Regions from separate parts of the Danio rerio genome. Here region 2 is linked to region 1. A link is a contact called in public Hi-C data. All regions are on one chromosome and are shown on one strand. Each heading gives the region's core, a stretch centred on a gene start, on an enhancer-like site or on the middle of the called end of the contact. The rest is flanking DNA. Distances are from core to core; before and after follow the strand shown.

Region 1 (5,596 bases), core at 1,438-3,937:
AACGCAAAAGCACACATTTTAAAGAAAGCTGAAAGTCTGAAACCATTGACTTCCATTATAGGAAAAACAAAGAGGCTACCGTGGAAGTCAATGGTTACAGGTTTCCAGCTTTCTTCAGAACATCTTCTTTTGTGTTCCACAGAGGAAAGAAACTCAAACAGGTTTCTGCCAAGTGAAGGGTGAGTAAACAATGGCAGAATTTTTGATGTCAGAGTTTTGAGTGAATTATCCCTCAGTTGTTGTATTTAAAAACGGTAAAATAAAGACAAATGGCCCATATTTGGAAGAAAAATGGATGGTAAATTTCTCAAAATGTGGAAAAAACTGTCATCTAAAAATGGTGACATAGTTTAATTGCCTTATTTCCAAGTTGATATTTTATCAAATAAAAATCTTGAAATGTAGACGAACTAAAGTTAAATATTTATTAAGTATATATCACGCATGATTTATTATGTTTACGCATTAATGTATGCCTAAGAAAATTGTTTAAGATAAGAGTTGAAAGTGACAGAATATCGCTAATAAAGATAGCTCTACATGTGAGGACTATTTTTTTATTCCATTCTGCTATTCTGTATGTATTCTGTGTAGCTTAAACAATTAATAAATATAATAAAATAATTTACCATATAACTCTAAAAATGATGGGTTTCATCTTTTTGGGTAAATATGATTTGGGTACAATATGATCAAGATTAGGATAAAATATGGACAAACCCGATCACCTATTATAGTAACTTATTATATTCAAATTTTAGCCCATGCAATGTATACCCAATAACTGAGTGGTTGTGACTTCCATAATAGGAAAAACAAAGACGCTACCATTGAAGTCAATAGTTACAGGTGTCTAGCTTTCTCCAAAATATATTCTTTTGTGTACCACAGAGGAAAGAAACTCAGACAGGTTTCTGACAAGTGAAGGGTGATTAAACATTGACAGAATTTTCAGTTTTGAGTGAATTATCTCTCTGTTGTTGCATTTTAAAGGGGTAAAATAAAGACAAATAACCTATATTTGGGGCAAAAATGGATGGTGAATTGCACAAAATGTCTGTCAACTAAAAATTGGTGACATCATTTTTTAATTGCCTTTTTTTCCCAAGCTGATATTTTATTAAATGAAAATCTTAAAATGCAGGTGAACTAAAGTTTAAATATTCATAGAGTGTATAATATGCATGATTCAATATATTTACTATGCATTAATGTATGCCTATACAATAATATTGTGTAAGATAAGAGTTGAAAATGACAGAATGGAGCTAATAAAAGTCAGCCTACATGTGAGGACTTTGTTGACATATTTTTGTCTTCCATTCGACTATTCTGTATGTATTTTGTTTAGCCTAAATAAATATTAAACATATAAATAATAAAATAAATTACCATATCACTCTGAAAGGTTTTGTCTATTTGGGTAAACTATGATCAAGATGTGCTATTCTTTATGTATTCTGTAGCCTAACTTAAATAAAAAATTAAAATTAAAGAACAAAATGATTAACCATATGACTATAAAAGGTTTTGTCTGTTTGGGTAAAATATGGTCAAGATTTGTTACTTTATGTATCCTGTAGCCTAAATAAATACAAAAAATTAAAGAACAAAATAAATTAACATCACTCTAAAATGTTGTTCTATTGGATAAATATGGTTTGTGTAAAATATGTTCAAGATTTGGGTAAAATATGGGCAAACAACTGTCGAGTATGGCTAGCTATTAAATTACAATTTTAGCCTAATATTAATTCAATAATTGAGTTGTTGTGTATTTACCACTATGCTGAAACATGCATTTTTTAGAGTGAAAAGAGAATTTTGATCCAATATGCCCAGTTTGACATTGAATTATAATAATTATAAAAATGTATAGTAAATATTAATATAAATGATCAAATAACGCCTCGCATGTTCGACGGGTGTGTCTAATTAGGCTATTTTTAAGAATAGGCTACCTTTCTGCACACTTCAGAGCGTTTATTTGTTTATTTACGGTTCTAGTTTGCCCAAAAATGCCTTCAATTGTGAAGCACATGCCCTGACCAAAGTGCTCAACACATTAGGGCGGGCAGGGCAGTTGAGATATCGATCGTTGTGCTCTGTGTGTTTTGCATGGGATTGTCTGGGGGGTAATTGAGTGTCACTGTCTGTCTGTGTCGTCTCGCTGGCGCCATGTGCCTCTTTGGATTGCTAATTTCTCCAACCGACCCGCCTACATCTACTCTCTAGTGCAGGCCTGCAGTTTCCACCTCCATCAGCCTGTCATATGGCTGACAAAGCAGAATTTGGACTTTAAAGTGCGTTTCTAAAAATAAAAAAAACAGATACAACTATGTTGGTATTACATCCAGGGACAAATATTTAGATCCCATATATTTTCGATTGACCTTTAAATCATTATAGTACAATATTACGAACATATTTTCGAAAGCTTTCGGTTTTAATAACCATTATGCTGTTATTATTTTACCACGTCCTGCTACCTGCCTCATCATGCGATTCTGTCTCAGCATCTGTAGGCGGAAAGACAAATTGTATGACCGCTCTGTGAACCAATACCAATGCCAATAGGACAGTGTATGCAAATTTATCAGCACGACTGGCCAATCAACGCATTAATGGGCAGGGCTTTACAGAGCCAAAAACTGATCCGGTGAAATTTCTCCGATCAGTGATCCGCTGCTTCGAGATCGGGGATAGTTGCCCTTGTGGAAACTTGTTTGTGTTATTTCACGAGTCCGTTTGTGTTTTATATGTGTTTGTGTGTTTTTCATCGCATGGCGGATTGGTTTGGTTACACACGGGGAATGTTTCTCCACTCGCGCTAGTTTCGGATCCTCCGATGGAACAAGACGCGAGCCTTTTCTGCGCCCGTTTGATTTTTGGATACAGTGTAGATCACAGATCCCTGGGAATGCAGTAATAAATGTAGGACATATGTAACGAGTCCTCTCAAACCATTCGGAGGGTCTTGCCACGGGGTATCAAGACAAGGAAAAGCAGCCGTAAATGGATCGCCTGGTTTCTCTGTGGTTTCAGCTGGAACTTTGTGCGATGGCTGTTCTTCTCACGAAAGGTAACTCTTAAGTTTATTCAGTCGCTTCTGGACGCGCACGACTCTCAACTGACTTTAAACCATATAAAACTGTAGCGCTCAAACACAAAGTATGTTTATATGTGTACACAACCAGTCAAAAGTTTGGAAACAGTATTTTTCTCATGTTTTTGAAGAAAGGCTTTTCTGATAACTAATGTTAAGTTTATTGAATCATAAATACTATAAAATCTGTAATATTTAATAGTATTTCGATGTGAAAGAACTGATTTTCTGTAGGAATGTGTTATAAAATATAATGTACTCCTGTGATGAATTATGAGCAGCCATTACTACAGTTCTGTGTCACATGATCCTGCAGAAATCATTGTAATATGCTGATTTGTATTGCTCAAGATGATTTTCTGATTATTATCAGTGTTGAAAATAGTTGTGCTGCTTCGTTTTTTTGATATTGCCATTTAAACTATAATTTAAAGAGTTTTTATTCAAATATGATACATTAAATTGCTTAAAATTGACACCTAATATATTTAAGGTACAAAAGATATATCGTTTAAGAAGTTAATTTTAAGTTTTCAGCTTTTTATTGATCAAAAAATGATCATGAGCGCCAATAGTTAATCATAATTTTAGCATTTTAGAATTTCTACACTGAATTTTGACACTGAAGACTGGAGTAATGATGCTGGAAGTTCTGAATAAATTAAAATGTAATATATATATATATATATATATATTATACACACTTATACTTACACAGAAAACATCTTAAATTCAATATATTTTTTCACAACAATACTATAAACAAAGCCTTGGTGAGTCAAAGAGACTTTGTTCAAAAACATGAACAAATCTTAATGTTTTCAGCTTTGTAATTGATAGTTTACACATCTTAACACTTGTTTATCGGCTTCTGCCCTTACAAAATAACATGTTCATTTTAATATTGGTGATTTCAGTTTGTTTCATATGTTAAAAAACTACGGTTAATTGCAGCGAATATGTATTGCATTTTGTTTTGTTGCCTATTTTCAGATATAAAGTGTATTTACTATAGCATGTAATATTTAATTTCAGAAGTAAAACAAGGTCTTGGGACAATTTTAAATGTGTTTCTAGCTGCTGAATGCTGGCTTAGGAGCTAACATGTTTCAGAGACCATCTTGAGCTTTTTAGTTCCTGGTCTAAGGTAGATACATAAAGCCATCTTTAGACCAGCTACCTCCAGCTCCAGTTATAAGTATTCTCCAGATCTTGTTTTGTCATTTTCTAGCCTCTTGTTAAAAATTGATCAGCCAAGAACATTAGCCTCCGGTTTTATGCATTATTAGATAAGCCCAGCCATAAAAAATAAATAAGAAACTCATTGGACCTAACTGATAAGAAGAACTGATTTCTCACACTAATGAGATGACATGTAACTCCAGCCTCGGACAGTGTACACAAGCAACCTACGACAACACAAAGGCCGTGTTTATTTGTGTTTGTGTCATGATGTGTGTTTAGTGTTCTGTTTCACGTTCACACATGGTGGTAGGTAAAAAAGGTCCACTTACAAAAACGGTACTGAATGTTAAAACAATCTGTGACCTTATTAGTTGTTATAACAATATTTGACCTCAATTTTGAGAAAACCTTAAGAAGATTGTTGCTTAAAAGGATGTTAAGCTAAATGGCTAAATTTCATTCATGGTTCACTTTTATTATTAAATTCAAGGAATATAGAAAAATGTCAGCTATACAAGCTATGAATAGACACTTGTGGACAAAGCTAAGAACATGTTTTTGGGTGAACTGCCCCTTTAAAAGTTACTCTCTGACTTAATGCCAGGTTTGACCACAAGTGAGTTTGCGTGCTAACTGAAAAAGGAGTCCTGCTCTCACCCCCTTTACGAGTTTCCATTTGGGTTGAAAGAAATTGACTTTGGCAAACAAACCACTAATTATAAGTTACACGGTTCCTGTTTTATAAGACAGGCTAAAAGGATCCTTTGCATGAAAAGCCGTGACACAGTTACAGTGTTAAACTGAAAGGCCACATATTAGCGTTCTGACACAAACCCTTAGTCACAATGTTGTATTAGTCCTGTCTCTTTTGGCCTTTTTCTGGCATTAGGTCTGACTAGTTGCTTTGTTTTTCTCTCTTACATCCTCTTTGGATGAGATGAAGAATGCCTTCCTGGTCATAAAGTTAACCAGTTACTCAAAACCTTGGTGATGTTAGAAATACTACAGTTTAATTCTCTAATAACACGCTCCATTTCTGTTGGAAGGGATGTGATGGGAATCTCAGCGTTCCCACACTGTTTGACTTGATTCTAGCCTGAAAATGTTAACACAATTAGTGTCAAGAATCCTTGGAAAGTTTCGTTTCCTGGAAGCACATCAGAGACAGTTGTATTATGGTTTAATATATCGAATTCAGTACATTTATTTTCTGTTTAACTAACACAGCTTTTCTGTTTTGCAGGAGAGATCAGGTGCTACTGTGACGCACCGCACTGCGTTGCCACCGGATACATGTGTAAATCA
Region 2 (5,282 bases), core at 2,478-4,977, 350 kb after region 1:
GGTGTAAGTTTGATGTTTGCTTCTTGTTTAGCACTGTGTGTGTAGATTGTTATATGGTTTAGCTTGTTTTGCCAAGTTAACTGGTATATATTTTTTGTTATACTGTATGAAACTGTGCACAATTTGGATTGTGACCACCGGCTTCAAAAAACACTTAGTTTGACATTTAGAGTCAGTAAGTAATTTTCATTTACTGACCTTTTAATAACTTGAAGTTAATAACATAATTAAAAAGTACATTAATATATTTTTAGTAACAAGAAGTTTAAAATCCTATACACTGCCGGTTAATGTATGCGTTATCAAATATAAGCATTGACCTATATTTATTAACTTCCATCTATATGTGTTTGATGCAGGTTTTTTGAAGCCCACAGAGGAATACACTCTCAGCCTAGATCTGAGCAGGATGTGTCCTACTGGCGGAGAAGAGGTCAGGACTTTAGTGTGCTTTTGGATTATGCAGACTTCAGGGACCCACGTGGAAGTGGAGGAGGAGGGGTTGCAAACAAACCAGAGGGTATGCAGCGGAGACCCGAATCTGCCTTAAGCACAGAGGAGCATAACCGTGAAAGACAACGGCGGGCTGAGAGCGCACGTGCCAGAGAGAGAGAGATGGCCCTACACCAGTGGAGAATCGCTGCTGAAAGGAAGTACCAAAGTTTGGGAACAGAGGAGTGGCGTCCAATGACCAGCATGAGCCGCCAGCCATCTGAAAACGAGGTGGCACATGATCAACGCAGGCCAAGAACTGCAGAAGGAGCTGTTCCACCTAGAACCAAAAACAAGTCGCAGTCACTGCCCAGAATGCAATCTGAAAGCCTCCAATACTTCAGCATACCAACTGCTGGGCAAGATTCTTATGGGGGTTTTAAGTTAAATGGCCACCACATAAGAGACCCTCATGGACGACATATTGATGGAGAGAACAGGCAACGTTGGACTGACCGATCAGGTGCCCAGTCTGCACCATTATCAAAACCCAGATTCAGCAGACCACTCAGACCTCCTTCTTACGAAGCACACCAGCAGATGCGTGGGAGTGCAGAGATGCTCACAGGGGAGCTCGCCCCACGTGCGAGAGACAGAACTCCGCTCCCCTTCTCAAGGCAAGAATACTTTGTACAAGAACTAGGCGGCTCTGGCGCAGAGCCCCCTGGTTACATCCCCCCTCCATCCTACAGAAGGCAGCCTGTCATTAAAGGAGGGCACAGAACTTATCCTATCTCAATGGCTAACCATCAGTATAGAGGAGACCCATATATGCAGAGTTCTGCCATGACAGAAGTGCAGGAATGGTTTATCAGGCAGACCGGAATGGCTTGGCCAGACCATTACAGAGATGGAAGAAGAAGTATGCCCTGCAGGAGACAGGCATATCCAGGCTACAGCGAAGAACGGATGGGGAATGTTCAGTACATTCCCTTTGACGATCCTCGTGTCAGACACATTTCAGGAGCAGGGATAGATGGGAACTCTCTGACAGATGCAGACAAAATCAGAAACATCAGAAATGAGATTCCAGTCAACCTCATACCTGAGAAATCTAATGACAGTGCCTTGCCTTTCACAGAGAAACCCTTTGACCGCACAGATCCAAATAAAAGCAATATTAGTAATTCGATTAATGAGGACAGCATGCACAAAGAATCGTTGAAGGAGACAGAATGTTCAAACACAGTACCTGATCAAAACTGCAACAGGCATCCAGTTACTCATGGCAATATAGTTGCTCTTCAAATGACAACACAACAGAATTCAAGCCTGGGTTTGATTGAGACAGTGACACAAGTAAAGAAATTTGAGGCTAAGACTGTGGCCGAGAACAAGAAAAACTCAAAGAAAAAGCTCAAAGAGACAATGTTTTGCCTGGTTTCTGTCCCTATCAGTATGCAAGCAAACAGAAGTGTCTCTGACCCAAATAACAATCAAAAAGTGATTAGTTCACAAGATAACACAGGGGTGCAGCAAGATAACCAAAACATGTTAAAAGCATCAAGCAAAGAGACACATATACAGTCCAACAGTTCCCCCTCCATTAGAAATCCCCCTTTGAAGAAAGAAATCACAGATACCAGGTCACTAGATCCAAGCCAAGACAGTGAAGTTTTTTATGCAGGATCCTGGCCTGGAGATCAATACCGAAACCAGGAAACTCAGACAGGCTCCCCAGAAGTTTCAAGAAATACCCATTCATCAGCAAATGACCATCCCTCCCCTTTCACAATCACCAATAATGAAGGTGAAACCAACTGTAGTGCAAACTATGGATACCCCATGATAGGCCAAAAGGATCTTAACCACTCCAGCAACAGTGCATTCTCCAGAACTGTGAATGGAATTAGTGTAAGGAGCCCACATTTTCCTCGGTCCGTATCACTTCCATCATCCCCAGATCATCAACCTTTGTTGAGAAAGTCTAAACAATCATCAGAAAGTCAAGAGCTTTTTGGACAGTTTTTGCTAAAACCAGTCAACAGAAGAAAATGGGATGCTATTGGGGAGCTGGAATCTTTTAACAAAGAGATACAGGATCATACTGGGAAGTTTCCAAATGCTGAACAGAATACAAAGGAACTTGATGAAGCATTGAACAGTGTTTTGGAGCTGAGTGATGCAAGCAACAATTCAAAACAAGAAACCCCCCCGCCTCACACGAATAAGGAAATTGACCAGCAACCACATGTTGTGCAGGTCACAGATATGCAACTAAAAAGCAATAACTTAAATATAACATCCCATTCAGGTAAAGGAGGCCACCCTGAATACAAAGGATTAAAAAGTTCCTTGTCCAAGACTAAGGTGAACTTTGACACCCACACACAACAAATCCCTGTCAGCAAGACTGACAATTATGTTAACTTTGACATTCTGCAAAGGGGGGACAATGATCCAGTGATGCATCGGCAAGATATCCCTGTTCCAAAGGAGTGCTTGCTTAAGGATGTTGGTTTAACAGTATACACTGCCATTCCAGACACTGTGACCTCTGGATCTCCCACATGCTTGAGTCCTGAGTCACCTATGCTAACCAGCCCTTCAGACAACTCAGAGATGTGTGAAACCCTGCAGATTACATCATCAGACAGTAGCGGAGATCTTAGCAGACACAGCCCTGAATTTTCTGAAGGTACTCAAAGCTTGAACAATAATAATGCATTTAACTCCAAAAAACTCAAGAAGGAAGCTGGGAGAGGAAGCACAGATGTTATCAAATCAGAAAGGTCATCGCGTATCCATGTGATCAAGAGTCTTCACTGTAGGTTTAAGGCTAATTTTGAGGATGATGATGATGAGCATTTTTATTCAGATTATCTGAGCTGGAGTAATGAAAAGACCTTGGCAGATGAACATCTTGAGACTCTTTTGAGTCAAGAGAAGGCCAACAATATGCAGACCGAAGACCTTAGTAACTTGTACCAAGTCCAGTGTGCCAAAGGCATTCCTGAAAATGAGTCTATTGAACAGCGTGCTGCCAGGATACTCGGCATTTCTGTGCCAGTTGAAGCCTTGGTTGTTGATCAAGTTGATGGCAAACCATTAGAAAGGGATTTTAAAAACACAGATGCTACAGTTTTGGAAACACAAACCAAAGAGATGAGCTTAAATGACGAGACACAGAATGTTTGCAGAGAGTTTGAGGAAGTGCCAAATAGGTCTATGGAAAGTCAAGGACATGCGTTAGAGGTAGAACTTGGAGAGGATCCAGAGTCTACAGAAGATTTATCTAGTGCTGAGAAGCACAGCCTAAGAGTCTCCACAATGTTGGAGCTGCCAGAGTTTCCTCCAAGTAACTTATGCTTGTCGCTTCCACTGACCGAGGATGAGGAATTGACTCTTAGTGTAAGTGGGGGAGACAGGAAGGAGACAGTTAATGCTGAGATAACAGAAGCACCACAGGACCAGTTGCAGGCATGCTGCCTATCTTCTCTGTCCCCCTCATCCACAAATGACAAAGCATCCCTAGAGTACAATGTCTATGCAAAGGAAGAAAGCTGTCAGCCATTAGTGAGAACTGTAAACAGGATCACATTGGCCAAAGAGACAGACCAAGAAGAAGAAGAAGGGGAAGCACTTCAAGAATCTGCTCAAGAGGAGGAAACACTAGTGGAAGAGAAGCAATACAGTGAGAATGCAGTTGTCATGACCAGTTATATGCAAGAAGAGAATGAGGAAACAGCTCAGGAAGAAGTGTCTGCTGAGGTGCTTTTACTTGCAAGATCAAGGCAGTCACCAAAGACTATGGCACGTCCAATCCCACATCCCCGCAGTGGCATGGTAGCAAAGAGAGAGATCACACTGCCACAAGGGTTCAACTTGGATAATACAGTGTCTGCAATAGAAGATGATGACAAGTTATTTATTTCAGGTCTGTCACCTATGCCCTATTGCATGCTTTTACACATGTACATTATTTTTGTTTATGTTTGCTTCCACAAGGCAAAATTTCTGAATGCTCCAAAACTTGTCACATGCAAGTATAGTCACTGGTCAGATTGCACTGGTTTGTTTTCTAAAATTTCATTTACATTAGTCATCAATGAAAATGGATAAACAAAATCTCCAAGACAATAGAGACAACATTGGACTTTTGTGGCTTTTTTGTAGCTGTCATTATATATTAATTTATTATTTTAGAGAAAGAATCATGATTTTGTCTGTATTTTATCTTTGTATTGTCTTGGACAGTTGTTTTGAATTATTTAGCTTTTGCATGCATATTTTTTCAAGTTCTAGTAAAACATCAGCATGTGCTTTCAGATAGAACTGGATTTACTACACAGACTTGTAGTACACTGATAAACTATACAAAAATCAGTTTCAAAATATTCTTTTTGTGATAGCGACAGTTGTTGTGTAACTTCTCAATGAACTATGGCTCTGTGTTAATTTATAGTTAATGCTGCATGTAAAATTACAACACATGATAACACATTTTTGCTCAAACATCACTTTATATCTTCAGTTTTAACTAAGTCTTTACTGTATGTGAGATGATTTCAAAGTAGTGTTGGAGTAGTTATGGATAATCAATGAAGGGGCTGCACAGTGGGTAGTGATAACAACTTACAGCAAGAAGTTCACTGGTTTGAGCACCAGCTACTGTAGGTCAGTTGGCATTTCTGTGTGGAGTTTGCATGTACTCCCTGTGTTCGCGTGGGTTTCCTCCAGGTGCTCTGGTTTCCCCCACAAGTCCGAAGACATGCACTAAAGGTGAATTGGGTAAGCTAAATTGTCTGTAGTATATGTGTGTATGTCCTGGTCCTGAAGGTTGAGGGTTG

What was found. Hi-C and Micro-C count contacts between places; a contact is called where the count stands out from the background.
Region 2: a Hi-C map of hematopoietic stem cells shows a contact between it and region 1, with 3 times the contacts expected there. The contact joins the enhancer-like site here to the promoter of bambia in region 1. A contact is called at or near these places in 4 of 18 Hi-C or Micro-C datasets (caudal fin, fibroblasts, hematopoietic stem cells and 1 more) and 1 of 4 datasets of contacts at active chromatin or transcription factors (embryo).

Annotation. Positions count from the first base shown.
Region 1 is chr12:25,146,739-25,152,334 of GRCz12tu, forward strand. bambia (BMP and activin membrane-bound inhibitor (Xenopus laevis) homolog a) reads left to right here and starts at 2,688. Exons shown (of 3, transcript NM_131784.2): 1 at 2,688-3,082; 2 at 5,535-5,596. The coding sequence starts at 3,016.
Region 2 is chr12:25,493,849-25,499,130 of GRCz12tu, forward strand. jcada (junctional cadherin 5 associated a) reads left to right here. Exons shown (of 6, transcript XM_073918476.1): 5 at 360-4,369. Among named protein-coding and RNA genes, the nearest start is that of svila, 24 kb to the right of the region's middle. Within about 2 kb of position 3,728, at least 6 of the 62 cell types and tissues checked have an H3K27ac peak or open chromatin away from gene starts, as enhancers often do.